2 separate regions of the Rattus norvegicus genome follow, and region 1 is linked to region 2. Evidence: chromatin contacts called from public Hi-C data. All regions are on one chromosome and are shown on one strand. Each heading gives the region's core, a stretch centred on a gene start, on an enhancer-like site or on the middle of the called end of the contact. The rest is flanking DNA. Distances are from core to core; before and after follow the strand shown. Region 1 overlaps Ctif (cap binding complex dependent translation initiation factor). Region 2 overlaps Ctif (cap binding complex dependent translation initiation factor).

What was found. A called contact is a pair of places that touch in the nucleus more often than the background predicts.
Region 1: a contact with region 2 is called in a Hi-C map of liver, with 3 times the contacts expected there. The contact joins two enhancer-like sites. A contact is called at or near these places in 4 of 12 Hi-C or Micro-C datasets (the A7r5 cell line, kidney, liver and 1 more).

Annotation. Positions count from the first base shown.
Region 1 is chr18:71,403,587-71,410,409 of GRCr8, forward strand. The region is part of intron 10 of Ctif (cap binding complex dependent translation initiation factor); the gene reads right to left. Among named protein-coding and RNA genes, the nearest start is that of Smad7, 140 kb to the left of the region's middle. Within about 2 kb of position 1,360, at least 54 of the 93 cell types and tissues checked have an H3K27ac peak or open chromatin away from gene starts, as enhancers often do. A contact at or near this core is called in liver, where this site is marked.
Region 2 is chr18:71,342,988-71,349,836 of GRCr8, forward strand. All of the region lies in intron 11 of Ctif (cap binding complex dependent translation initiation factor), which reads right to left. Among named protein-coding and RNA genes, the nearest start is that of Smad7, 83 kb to the left of the region's middle. Within about 2 kb of position 5,529, at least 46 of the 93 cell types and tissues checked have an H3K27ac peak or open chromatin away from gene starts, as enhancers often do. A contact at or near this core is called in liver, where this site is marked.

The DNA.
Region 1 (6,823 bases), core at 110-2,609, 56 kb after region 2:
TAGACTCCTCTTCAGGAATCTAAGTACCAGCCTTCTTTACAAGGCACAGGAGACCAAGGCGCCTATGTGGTTGGATCAGTTCAGCCTGGAGGATCAGAAGAAAGGACCCAAACCCTAGGCCAGGCTGAGCTGCCCTTTCATGCCATATCAGCTGCAGCTTCTCGGAGCCCGGACATCTGACCCATGTTCCTGTGGATGCCCTGTGGTACAGGATCTGGGCCAAGGAAGGGCAAGCTATTGCGAGGCCCCTGGGGTAGGTGGCACTCAGCCCCCCTCCCCCCTCGCCCCACGCTGCATGCTTTAAATAGCTCAGCTTCTCTCAGACTCATAGACTCACAGTCTTGTCACTCTTGCCAGCTCCTTCTGAGTTTCCAGATCATCTGGCTGCTTTCCAGGTCGGGGACATGGTGGAGCGAGAAGGTGACCTGGCAGTTGAGGCTTAAGGGAGCAAAGCAAGGTGCTTCCCCACATTTCTGAGCAGTTGTCATTTGTCTCCCGGGCAGGCAGACCCCTGGCTACCACGGGTGAGTCTTTGTTCAGCTTTCTTGTCTCCCTGGAGGAGTCCATGCTCAACCCAGGCCACCTGCTCCCTGGGAGGACGACCTAGGAACGAGCCTCCCACCCAGGGAGAAATCCCTTCCTGCCTCGTTACTGATGGAGTCACCTTCTTGGGAGCCTCAGGGTCCATATCTGGCACTCCCTCCTCTGCCTCCCATGGCAAGGTGCTCTGACCAAGTCTTCCCTAAGCAGACCAGGGGAGATAGCTGTGCCCATCATTTTGAGTTTTTGCATGTGGCACTCTACCATTTACCAACCATTTTCACACCCTTATTTCGTAAGAACTTTCCAACCACCTGGTGGGCAATGCAGGGGAAGGTATAAATAATCCCATTTTATAGTCAAGGAGACCGCGACAGCCAGAAATATTAGGGGAAGTATTCAAGTTCATACGTCAAACGAGTGGCTCAATCAAGCTGAAAGCTGGGCCTTTTTTTTTTTTTTTTTTTTTTACCATTTCCTCTGTATTAAGGATGCTGCCCACCCCTGCCAACCTCCCCCTCCCCTGCCTTCTACTCTTTGACCAAGGGAGCAAGGGGGAGACCAGCACAAGACATGGGGAGGAGGCCAGGGACACGTGTCCTCTCTCCCAGGCCCTGAACCCTGCTGCTGGCTCCATGGGTCACTTTCACAACCCAGGACAAAAATCTCACTAGATACGGCCTCAGACCGCCTGGCTCCAGTCGCCCTCGCCGGCAGACGCAGACGCACACAGACACACAGAGAACACGCTGTTATCTCTCCGCTCCAGCCGGTTTCCTCCACTTCTCAAACAGCCGATTTCTTCCAGCCTGGCTGCCTCCCCTGGTCACCACCCACAGCCACTGGCCCCTGGGGACCAGCCAAGGCCCCCGCACCCTCTCTGCCTTAGACTGTGCCGCCGAGTCCCTGCTAATCAGACGGTTGCCTCTGCCCTCCCAGCCATTGCCCCCAGAGTTCCCTGGAAATGTCCCTTCTGCTTGGCCCAGCCCCCACGGAGTTTTGAGCTTTGTCTGCACACACAGCTGACTTGTGTTTGCAGGGACAGACAGGGGCTGGCGCTGGGGTCTGAGCCAGCAGGAGCTAGGACGGTAGAGCAGATGGGGAAAACACAAAGTCCAGAGAACAAACTTTTGCAAGCGAGCCCTTTAGGGTCACTGACTGGGGAGACTGACAGCAAGAAAGAGAAAAGGAACTTCATGACAGGGTGGGTTTGCCTTTAGTGACTTCCCCTAGGGAGCATTTTTTTTTTTTTTTTTTTTTTTTTTTGGCTGCTTGGCTTTCTGAGATCTAAGTGTAGGAAAACCGGGCCAGACAGTGGAGGGGTGGGATCACAGAGGGAACAGGATCATGGAAGGGTTGCTGGCTTGAACGTCCCTCCTTTCTTGGGTCCTACAGAGTACTCTGTCCCCAGTCATACACAGGGAGCTCAATAGATGCTTCTCAAGCTGAGCTGGCCCCTGGCCAGTTTGCCCCTCTGGGACTTTCCTATCAACCAGCTCCCACTGCCCCTTCTGTCTGGACAGGGAGAGGAAGCATGGGGAGCCGGCAGCAAGACCCGCACCCCATATCAGTGTATGCTCAAGTGCCCGGCACGAGAACTTCCCCTTTATCAGGCAGAGGAGCCAAGGTGTCTGTGGTGGGCGGCCAAGTTTACAGGGAGAAGATATATGCTAACAAGTGAAGGCTACTGAGGTGTGTGTGTGTGTGTGTGTGTGTGTGTAATGTGTAGCATCCCTCACCCTCGAGTAAAACCCCTTCTGATCTTCCCAGTTTTGAGCCCCGAGCCACTTAACATCCTTCTGAAATGCAGCCACGGCCACCTCGATGTACGAGGTCACGACAAATCGCATAGCAGTGGGGGTTGTAAAAAAAAAAAAATAAAAGGCAGGGCCACAGCTTTGGACAAGGCAGCTCTTTGTCTGGGCAGCTCAGGCTGCTTGTGTGAATACCCCAATGGCCTCCAATCATTAAGGGTGCACAGTTCTTGCTGTCTGTCCGTCTGACTGACTGTCTCTAGTTCGTCTTACAGTATAGGCTTAGCCTTGGGGGCTTGGGAAGAGAGTCGTTAAAGATGTGTACAAGCTGGTAACAAAAGGAACAGGGTCCTCTGAGGGAATTATCTGCCTCCTCGGGCCTTCTGCAGACTTGATGTGCCCTAACTATTCAGGCTGCTCAAAGACACAAGAGTACCCCAGCTACCTGCAGACCCTCCCTGCCATCCAGAGCGATCCAGCTTCAGCCTCTAGCCCCCCCACATCCCTGCCAGAAAAGGGACAGCCCAATGAATCCACCATTTCTTTTTCTTGCCTTCGTGAACCATACAGAAAGGAGGTAAGGCCCAGCCGGGTCAGCTCGCTGCCTGTTCAGAGAGAGAGAGAGAGAGAGAGAGAGAGAGAGAGAGAGGGAGGGAGGGAGGGAGGGAGGGAGAGAGAGAGAGAGAGAGAGAGAGAGAGAGAGAGAGAGAGAGAGAACCCTTCTTGCTTTCCAGGAAGATAGGGAACGAAGGCTCAGACCCCCAACCCCACACTGAGCTTCAGTCAAGAGTGGTCCCATATTCTTAGTTCTCGGAATGACAGAGAACACATGGCCACTGTTTAGTTTGTGAGCTCTGAACCACTCTGTCATCTCTATCTGCCTCTTGTCTCCTTTTTTGGCCACCTACCTATCTTCTGCCAATACCTGGCCTCACCAGACCTCACTGAACCTCACTGACCCCTAAATGTGTTTCTGGCCATGGGTGCTCAGTTGACAGTGCATTCTAAGACAGCAGGACAGGAACGGGCTCTAGTTCCTACTGTTTCTACTAGCTGTGTGGTTTTGCTTGTTTCTGGCTTTGCTGGGTTTTCCTCTCTACCTCTGTAATGCAGGCACTTAGGACATGGGTTCGTTGTTGTTAGGCTGACACACCCATGGTTCAAACCTCCTCTACCCAAGTGAGATCCAGAGAAGAAGGAAAACCGTTTGCCCTGGGCCACAGAGCTAAGAAGTATCAGTGTGAGCTCGGTCCGGCAAACAGCAGACACTTGTATCTGAATTACTAAGGGCTCTGCAGATGAAGCAATTTCATCCATCCTCCTGCTTGGCTCCTTGAGTTCTTTAAAAGACTGGCTCTGAGTCACCATACTGACTGGCTGCTGTGACACTCAGAATACTTTTTCTAGAACTTCGGGATTTCAAGTCTTCCTGTCCTCTGCTTTAGGACCAGCCTAACAAGGCGGGCAGCTGAATAACTCGAGAGTCTCCCACTAGAGGGTTCCACACCACACAGTGATCAAACACAGACCCAGGCATAAACTGGGGCATCAAAGTGCAGGAGTCTCGCCGCTGCCCAGCACTGGGAGCCTAAGGCCTGTCAGCTCTGTGGTTTGTACAGGAGGGCAGTGCTGGCTAGGGCTACCCAGGGCCTGAAGAGAGTGGAGCCTACGGCAAGGAGTTCCCACTCTAGAAGAAGCCCTCCCACACCCTCTCTCCTAAACCACCCCTTCTCAAGGTGGGGAGGCCTGGGGAGCTGTGGTCTGTCTTATCCCAAGGCCCCATGCCTGTTCCTCATCTCTGAGATTCCTGTCCATTCCTGTCACAGTGTGGGAGGACTGCTGACAGCCAGGCCTGTCCTCACACCTCCTCCCGCTGTCTGGGAAGAACAAGGAGTGCTAGACAGACCGACCTGCCTGTGCTAGAAATATGCAGCCTCCAGGGGTTGAGCTCATTAGTGTTCTGGTCCCTGAGGGCAACTGGGCTCCCTACGCCCAATGGTATCTCTGGGCAAACACTGTCCCTGGGGAACCAGACCCTTGTTACACCGTCTGCTTAGGCTGCCTGGGATCTCTGTGACCTGCCTGTGGCTTCCTGGAACCCTACAAATAAATGAGATACTAGCTTGCCCTGGTGGTCCCCACGGCCCTTGATGGAGGGTTTGATCCACGCTCAGTCTAAGGTTTTGTGATGGAGTCTTGGGGTGCCAGAGTCATCGTCACATGGTTTCAACCCATGTGGGACAAGTTCAGGGTGCCAAGTGCAGGGGGGAGGGGCGACTGTAGGCAAGTGAGGCCCGCCTTGCAGGCTGGTGCCCCCTGCAGGCTGTTCTGTTCACCTAGGCCTGCCTCCAAAGGATGTGTGGCCAAAGCAGGTCAGACAAGGTGGGTATGTGGGAAAATGAATGAATGGTAAGAGAGCCAGCCAGAGTTGCAGACCTGCCCAGCTGGTGATGTTGGAGATGGAGTCTTGTCTCTACTGGCCCGGGAGTAGGAAGGCTTTGGAATATGCTCCAAGGGACCTTTGACACCATCTCTAACTTCCTTACTTTATATGGGTGAAGAAGCCCCTGGAAGGGTACAAAGACTGGCTGATACTATTTATTCTATTTCAGCAAGGTGAGTCTTGCACCTTTTACATTTCAGGGTCCTTCCTCCAGTGCTGACTTCTGAACCCTGATCCTGGTAGTCTGACAAGTGCACCCTGAGGAAGTGCATCTGACTTCCCATCCCTAATGTGTCTGAGGCTATCCCCACCCCTGACCTGCAACTGACCCTCACAAGCTCCAGGCATTAGGGGTTGGTGAGTGGTGGTCCGAGGGCCTGGGACCCATGGACAGAACTCACCCAGGCTTTCATTTTTGTCATAGGTACACAGGATGGCAGGGGCGGCTAGGCAAGGGGCTGGCTCTAGACTTCTAGTCTCCTCAGGATTCCTCTAGGGAGCTCAGAAACTATGATCTGGGGGTGGGGAGGAGCTTCTCCACAGGAGGCAAGGCCAGCTTAGTGGACCTAGGAGGATGCCAGGCTCTTGATGCCACCTGCTAAGTGAAACCCTGGGGTTTGGACCCCTCCCCTGAGTCTGACCTGGGTCTCAGATGAGCAGCCTGCCCTGCCTACCCTCCGATACTGCTTGAGGCCTGAGGTTGGCAGGAAACTCACAACATCTGAGGTAGAAGTCTTGAGTTTTGGATTAAAATGCAGCCTTGGCCTGGAATCGTGGGAAGCTGGCGCCAGCAGGGTCATGGCCTGGCTGGGCAGCGTCTCCCCTGCCAACCCACCAGGCTAGACACACCTCCCCAATGGCCTTCCCCTACCCCAACGGACTCCTCTAGCATGTCAGCCTTAGCTTTGACCCTAGCCTCCTTCCTTGCTTTGGGGCTACCTCCCCTCACCCCCTATAGCTCTGTTCCTCCTCTGATGTTTCTACATCGAGTGCCACACTGAGTGCTACCCTGAGTGCTTGGCCCAGCTGGTAGAGAACAGTGAGCTCCTCCCTCCCCTCAGTGCAAGTTTAACAATGAAGAGCTTGGACTCCAGCTGGGCCTCTACACTTAGACCGTCTAAGAGCTGTCTCTGTGGCTGTGTCAACCCCAAATCTCTGTGTGCATGTGGCCCTGGGCTTGTGTGAGCATCTGTGAAAGGATGGGTCTCTCCTCCAGGGAGACAGGAACATGTGTTAGGGGATTTTCAGAAATCTCTTCTTGGTAGGCGGGAAGGGTGAGCCTTTGGAGAACACAGCAAGAGCCACGGGAGTTTTTCCCTACAGGGAGCAATGAGACGGGCATCAAGATTCCAGCTGACTGAAGTGGACGGTTAGGGGGCTGCAGGGTCTGATGGGGCCACACTGGGGTCAGGGGAAGGTGGCTGGCACCTGGCTGTTCTGGCCATCCCTACAAGTTGTAAGTAGGTCATTGGGAGGGAAGTGTCTGTGGCTCAGAAGGCTAAATTCAAAGGACTCTGCCTCTAAGCCCACTTTAGAGATATTATTCTAGTCAGATGGGTTTTGTTTTGAGGCAAGGTCTCACTATGTAGCCCAGGCTAGCTCCAAATCCATCGGTCTCCCTGTCTCAGCCTCCTCAATTCTGGGAGGACATGCACCGCCATGCCTGGCCACATTTTTCTTTGGACATCTAGAGTAACATGGCAACTGATATCTAGCAGAACCCACAGTAGGTGAGAATTCTGTATGCACAGTGCCAAATGCACCTGGAATTATTCAATACACACATTCCATGACTGTCCAGGAACTTTTGCAGGAGCAGGGTCATCTCCAAATACCACCCAAGCTACACATTCTTATTGTGCTAGCCTTGCTTAGCTGATGAGAGCATGACGGTGTTGTGGTATAGTAGCCTGCAGGCCCTTTCTTCACAGGCCTGGATATGTGCACAGATGCTCTGAAGTATGCCTGGTCCCTGCAGGGCCCTGTCAAGATAGTGGTCATTTGGGGGACATGGGTGGCCATCCCAAGAGGGCACTGTTTTTTCCATGAGCATGACTGTCCCAATGGTTCAAACTCACTTAACGCA
Region 2 (6,849 bases), core at 4,279-6,778:
TTATGCCTGCTTCTCTCTGTTCAGGGAGGCAGATAATCTACACAAGAAAGGGTATCATCAAAAAATGGGCAGCAGGCCGACAATCAAGATCTGTTACTGACCAAGAGTCACCCAGGGCATGCCACTTAATCACACTGCGCCTCAGCTTCCTCACCCGAGAGTGGGGATAATATCTGCCTCCCTGTTTTGAGAGTCAACGGAGATAATACACAGGCAAGAACTTTGAAACACACGAAGTCCGATCCAAGCGTGCCCAAGGTGTTATTATTATGATTACGCTTACATCTTTATAAACATATATCTTCCCTGCAGATACCAACGCACTTCGTACCCTCGTGACACTCTTGTGGAGACAGGCAAAGGCCACAGGCATTATTATCTCTTCTTAATAGACAGAGAGACAGAGCCTCAGTAGTTAAATGGCTTGCACATGGCAGACAGAGAGTCTGAGGAGAGTTAGACGAGGCTCAGAGTCCTGGGTCAGCATCCTCTGTCTTGGAGAACACTGTTCATTTCCCCCAGACTAGCTAATTTTTAGTTTGATAGCTGGAACTCATAATTCTTAATTCTGCTGACTAGCGGCTGTAAAAGCCAACCTGGGCTTTTACAACACAGCATTGATCTTGCCTGTTCTTTGACTGCACTGGTGACAACTGTATTCATCCGTTTGCTCTCATCCATGGGGTTATCCATTCATCCACTTACCCACTTACCCTGACCTACCCATTCGCTCACCCTTCTATCCACATTGACATTGACCCACCCATCCATCCATCATCCATCCATCCATCCATCCATCCATCCATCCATCCACCCAAGCACGCATCCACTGACACGCCAATGTTTAAGGAACATCTTATATGCTAAGCACAGTGTGAACACAGAATAATGGTAAGACTTCTAACTTAGTAGGGAACACTAGAGAGACATATGGGGTTTAGAATATGGGGAGAATAGTGGTGGTAGTGGAGAATATTCTAGGTGTTTGGCAAAGAAGAAAGTCCACAAGCTAAGGCTCAGAGAGCGAGCAGAGTTCACCAACGCTCCGGCCAGTATACCGACAGTGTGCCAAGATACCTAAAATGCACAGGCTGGGGGCAGGGCAGTGGAATATAACAGACAAGGCCAGGGACAAACACTAACTGGATTTAGATGCTGTGCAGCTCAACGCTGGTTTTTTGTTTTTGCTTTTGTTTTGTTTTGTTTTTTAATCTTAAGGTTCAGGAGAGCCCCTGAAAGATTTTAAATGGGAGTCTAGCAGATGATGTTTATATTTGAGAAAGATCCTTTCTCTCACAGAGTGGAGAATAAACTAGAATGAGGAAGCCTTGCGGGGGATGGGGGGCATCAAACCCAGTAAGAGGCTAGGATGTGCCATTGTGGTGGCTCGGATTGAGGCAAGTATAAAGGATCACGTCAGAGAGAGAGAGAGAGAGAGAGAGAGAGAGAGAGAGAGAGAGAGAGAGAGAGAGAGAGAGAGAAAAGATTAATGGTGAGTACAGGGTTGGGAGACATAGAAGCTGGACTGTTCCCAGGATTGAAGTTTAATCAGATGCATGCGTGGCAATGCTGCGGATAGGAAAGCGGGAGCCAGTGAGTTCAGTGGGAGAGCGGCTCCCTGGCTCAGTACCCAGGAGCAGTCAAGGCCATCGGAGTGAATGAGGGGACCTGGAGAGTACACAGAATAAGAAGAGCAGGTGAGGGGTCTGATCTTGGATGAGAGAGGGTGAGCCCTAGGGGAGGAAGGGGAGGACAGTCAGAGATCTAAGTGGAGCTAGAGGAAGTAGCGTCATGGAAGGTAAGATTTCCAGGAAGTGGAAGGTCAGCAGGTCAAATGCTTGGAGAGGTCAAGGAAGATGAACAATGACCACAGTGGATTTAGTGATTAGGAAAGAGGGCGGCCTTTGCCATGATGACATCAGTGTGTGCTAGAGGCGGGCAGAAGCTAGAGACCGGGCCTGGCGAATGTGAAGGAAGCCCAGAGCACTCATAGAAAGAATATATATTCCTGTTTTTTTTACCTGGGGGGGCCTATCAGATATCTGTCTCTTCCTCCTCCTCTCCCCCACTCTCTCTTGCTTTTCTTCACACCCCTGGCCTATGAGAGATTAGACATCAAGAGAAGAGAGTGGCATTGGTTTGACGGTAATGCATGTGGAGGCAGGGGCATCTGTCACCTGTTTAAATGGTTCAGATTGAACCGGATTGGGCAGAGTCAGGAGAGAGGGGGATTGAGTCCACAGATCAGTCTTGGTTAAGAGAAGGGCTCTCTCCCTCTGAGCTGGAGGCAGGGCCTGGGAAGGTGCTTACACAGGGGCTCATGCTGCTCACCCCGTGGGTAAAGCTACGGGGTGCAGAGTGCTCACATGATAATTTCTTAGCCCTATCTAAGATAACGTCTGTGCGGCTTGCATTTCGGATACCCCAAAGAGGGGGATTTCCCCTAATGTCACTTGTCTACTAGCCTAACGAGGAGTCTTGGTTAGGTTGGCCAGGGTCAGATGTTAAGAGAGTGCATGCTTCAGCCCTAGCATTCAGTCCAAGCCTGTGCCCGAGGTCTGGCTGCCAGCCCTCTAATGGAGGCGAGTAGATTACCCCAGCCGTGGACCAGGCGCCCGGTGGGGATAATTAGTTTCCATCTTGCTGAGCTTGCAAACCTCCCCTACAAAGTGACCACACTAAATGTCACATGGGGGCACTGCTTCATCCACAGCTGGCCCCAGGGAATGGAAATATCATCTGGGGCCCTCAGCAGACACCGAATCCTTCTGTAGACACCAGAGCCAGGGGCCACTGCTCCAGTGGTTCCCTCTGGGGAGCCAAATTCTGGTCAGTGGACCGGATAAGAGGGAGTTCTGCTTACAATCCCTGCAGCTGTGAATTCCCAGGACCCTGGGGTCAGTCACGTCTGCTGTCAAAGCCTCCCAGATTTGCCTGTAGAGTATATCCCAGTTTTTGATAGAAGCTGCTTGTCATTACTGTTTTGAGTTACCCTAGCACCCACCCATCTTGCTTTAAGGGTGGACAGGAGAGACTGGAGGTGGTTCCATTCCCCCCACACACACACAGGGGGCTCCTGAGTGCTGGACAGCACCTTTGGGCTTCTCACCTGTTACTGACTTCACATTCTCGTGCTTGTTTTAGGTGCGATTTGTGTGCAGTTTTAAATCTCCCTCCCTCCCCGGTCCCTGTTAGATACTATAGTAATTTCTCATGCTCGAGGGGCAGCACAGACACAGGCGAGAAGCAACATAACTTTCCCAAGAGAACTCAATAGTGGGAAGATGGGATTCGAACCTAGATCTAGTCTGGTTTCAGTCAGTGAGGTTTGGCTACTGTTACCCTGTGAGTTGGGCAGGGTAAGGGTAGGTGACTGTTTACCTGGTTTGCTTGGGAGACTCTCAGGTTCTACCTGTCCTTTGGAAACTATTAGTAACAGCACTTCCTCTTATATTTTTGGTTGTGAGCCTAGCCTTTAACGGCTGAGCCATCTCTCCAGCTCGTAACAGCACTTCCTCAAACTGTCCTGCGTTGGATAGTACTTTACAGGGCCACGAAGACAAGGCAATTCTTCTGCCCTGGGTTCAGCATCACCACTAATAAAGCAGGCACAGAGCTCCTGCTTCTCTCTCTGAGGGTGAGTATGCAGATGGGGAGGAAGGCCTGGGCTGCCAATGCTCCAACCCTACCCATCACGGGGTGCTTCTCATCGAAGGAGAGGAAGATGGCTGTAACTTGGGCCTCACCTGAGTCTGCCTGCCCACTCCCCCACCCAAGCCCATCCCCACCCAAGAGAGAGAGCAGAATTGGGATGGGGTTACGGCAGCTGACATATCACATACTGCTCTCCGCTACAGCAAATAAAAGAAAGGTAACAAGACAGACATTCTCCCAGCTGCCTGCAAGGCAGCTCGGTTTAGGGAGCCGGGCACAGGGGCCATTCCTGACTATCACCCCTCACATTACCCTCTGAAGGAGTGGAATAACTGTGGCCTGTGTCTGACTCAGCACCGAATAGTTCTCTGAGTCAGGGAGGGTTAAGGCTGGCTGGGGGCCAGGCCTGGGGCTCTGGGTGGGTGGCCAGGCTCCCCAACTAAGGGCAGAGTGGGAACTCCTAGGTCTGTCTCATCATGCTGGGGTCCTGGGAAGAGCAAGGAGGAAAGCAGGGCAGAAGAGGGGGTCAGGCTGCCTTCTGCCCCTAGCTGGGCCTCCTCCCTGCCCTGGCCCCTGCTCACCCCCATCCCTCCACCCACCCAAGGCCTGGACTTGACCTTGCTGGTTTTGCAGGGAGGGTGTGACAGCCTCTGGGTAAAGGGACCAAGCTGCTGCGAAGGCATTTTCCACTCTCTAAAGTAAACAATCAAACAGGAAATTAATCGAAAAACCCACTTCACCGGAAGGTTCAGGTTGTGATTTTCACAGCCCCAGAGCCAGGAAATTCAAGGTTATAGTTCCCATAGCAACCCGCCTGTAGAATGAGGGGACTGCTCGGTTGAAATAAGACCTTGAGGAGTCAATCAGGGCCAGTCCTCTGCCTCTGAGGAACATCCCCAAGCAGCAAGTCTGAACGATTTGGGTAGACTGCCGCTGTGAAGTGGGCCATGGTGCAGGGGATCGCTGCAAGGCTAGGCAGGCACTTGGTGTTGTTGTTCACAGTGTGAGCTCCCACAGTTCACTCCTCTAGGAGCTGGACAGTGATCACAGACCTTCAGGGGCTTTGCACTGTTCTATGCTGGCTGTGTTTCCACAGCCTAAGGAATGGGGAAGATCCTCAGAAAGGTGTGCCTACCTCACGGGCTTCATCCCCAAGTGAGCAGGGGAGGTGCTGTGCCTGCCTTTGTTCACAGCCTCCTGGCTCACTTACTGTCATTTCTAGTGCTCCCATTTGGACCTAGACTCTTTCATTATTGACCTTGGGCCTCATTCCCATGGCTGTCTCCGCTAAGAAACATCTCGTTTGATGAAGAGCAGCCCCCAGGATAACAAGCACCCAGACTCTTTTGCCGGTGCAAACACACAGTATTAAAATATTAGCTCTGTGCACCTTCACGGCTCTAGGGAAGATGACAAGCTAGTTACGGAACCAGAGGCGGGCCTTCCCCTTCAAGTCAGGGTGGGAGGGAGCTGGGCATCTTGGGTGGGGTTTTCTTTTGTGTGTGTCTAGAGGAATCCCCACTTGACCGGAAAGGACAAGAGGGTGTTGGCGCTCAACCTCTGGAGGAAACAGTCTGGAATTCTTCGCAACGAGTATTCTGCTGCCCTCCTGCTCGTTTGGCCCCTCGTAGCCCCCTGGCCTTGCCATGGGACCCAAAGGAGGGACACTTTCCAAGCTGTAGTTGTAGCTTCCTGGGCACCAGGCCTATGGCAAGAGGGCACCCAGCCACCTGCCCAGCTGCCAGCCTGGCTCTGGAGCCAGCGCCTGAAGTGAGCATGATCGGGGCAAGTGAGAAGCGGCGCCTGCCCGGGAGACACAATGTCTCCCTGATTTCCTAACAGGCCCAGGGCTGTGCCAGGGACCGATGGGCAGCTCACCAGGTCCAGCCTCACTTGCGAAACTGTCCTTTCCTCTTATGGAGTAAGCTTCCTTGGGGGTAGGGGGGTGGGGGTTGGTGGTGGCTATGCTGCTGTCTAGAGTTGCAAGAGCACTAGCTAAGGCACACCTTCTGTGAGTCCCTCCTCCCTTCCTGAATTCCCCCCCTTGTCACCATGCAGTAGCTCAGAGGCAGGATGCCTCCTTAGGAGTGTGCCGGTCCCTTTCACAACCCCAGACAAATAGATTTAATCACTAGAGATGTGGAGAGGTGGCTGTCAATAGAATAATGACTTCTTGTGTCTTAAACCTGAGGAGCCTCACCCATTTGCTACAGAGGAAGTGGCTCCCTATACCTCGAGGCCCCTCGTTTAAAGCTAGGGCCTGAAGATAATCTGGTGGGCCAATCCATTCCGTCCACCTTTCCCTGTGCCCAGCAGGAAGGAGCTCCTTCAAGAGTCATTGTAGTAGGCCTGCATCAACACTTGCAAGTCTGTTCTTCCAATGGCAGGGGTCCTCTATGGGAGGACAGGGTGAAAGTGACCAGCAAGGATCTCAAGGAGCAGAGGCAGTCACACGCTGAGCCATTCCTCTGCCGCTGAGCATGCCATTTAAAAAAAAAAAAGAAAGAAAGAAAAACCAAAACACTTTGTTAAATTAATTTCTCCCATGTATCAAAATTCTCTTGCTGCATTTAAGAATGAACATAAAGGGCTGGAGAGATGGCTCAGTGGTTAGGAGCACTGACTGCTCTTCCAAAGGTCCCGAGTTCAAGTCCCAGCAACCACATGGTGGCTCACAACCATCTGTAATGGGATCCGATGCCCTCTTCTGGTGTGTCTGAAGACAGCTATAGTGTACTTATATACATAAAATAAATAAATAATTCTTGAAAACAAACAAGCAAACGAAATGAACATAGAATGCCAGGTGGCAGAGGCAGGTGAGTTTCTGAGTTCGAGGCCAGCCTGGATAATAGAGTGAGTTCCAAGAGAGCCAGGGCTACACAGAGAAATTCTGTCTCAAAAAACACAATACAACAAAACAAAAAACCCATAAAGCTGGGCATGGTGGTACATGCCTTTAATTCCAGCATTCAGGGGGTAGAGGCAGGTGGATCTCTGAGTCCGAGGCCAGCCTGATCTATACTTTAATCTCCAGGACAGCCAGGGCTACATAGAGAGACTCTGTCTCAAAAAAAAAAAAAAATTAACATGAGCCCATAGCTATCTGGATCCTAGTCAGGGGCGTGGCCTTCTTGTGATGGAGGAGATATGGTGGCAGAATGCAGAAGCTGGACTGAGAGCTGTTCCCTGGGG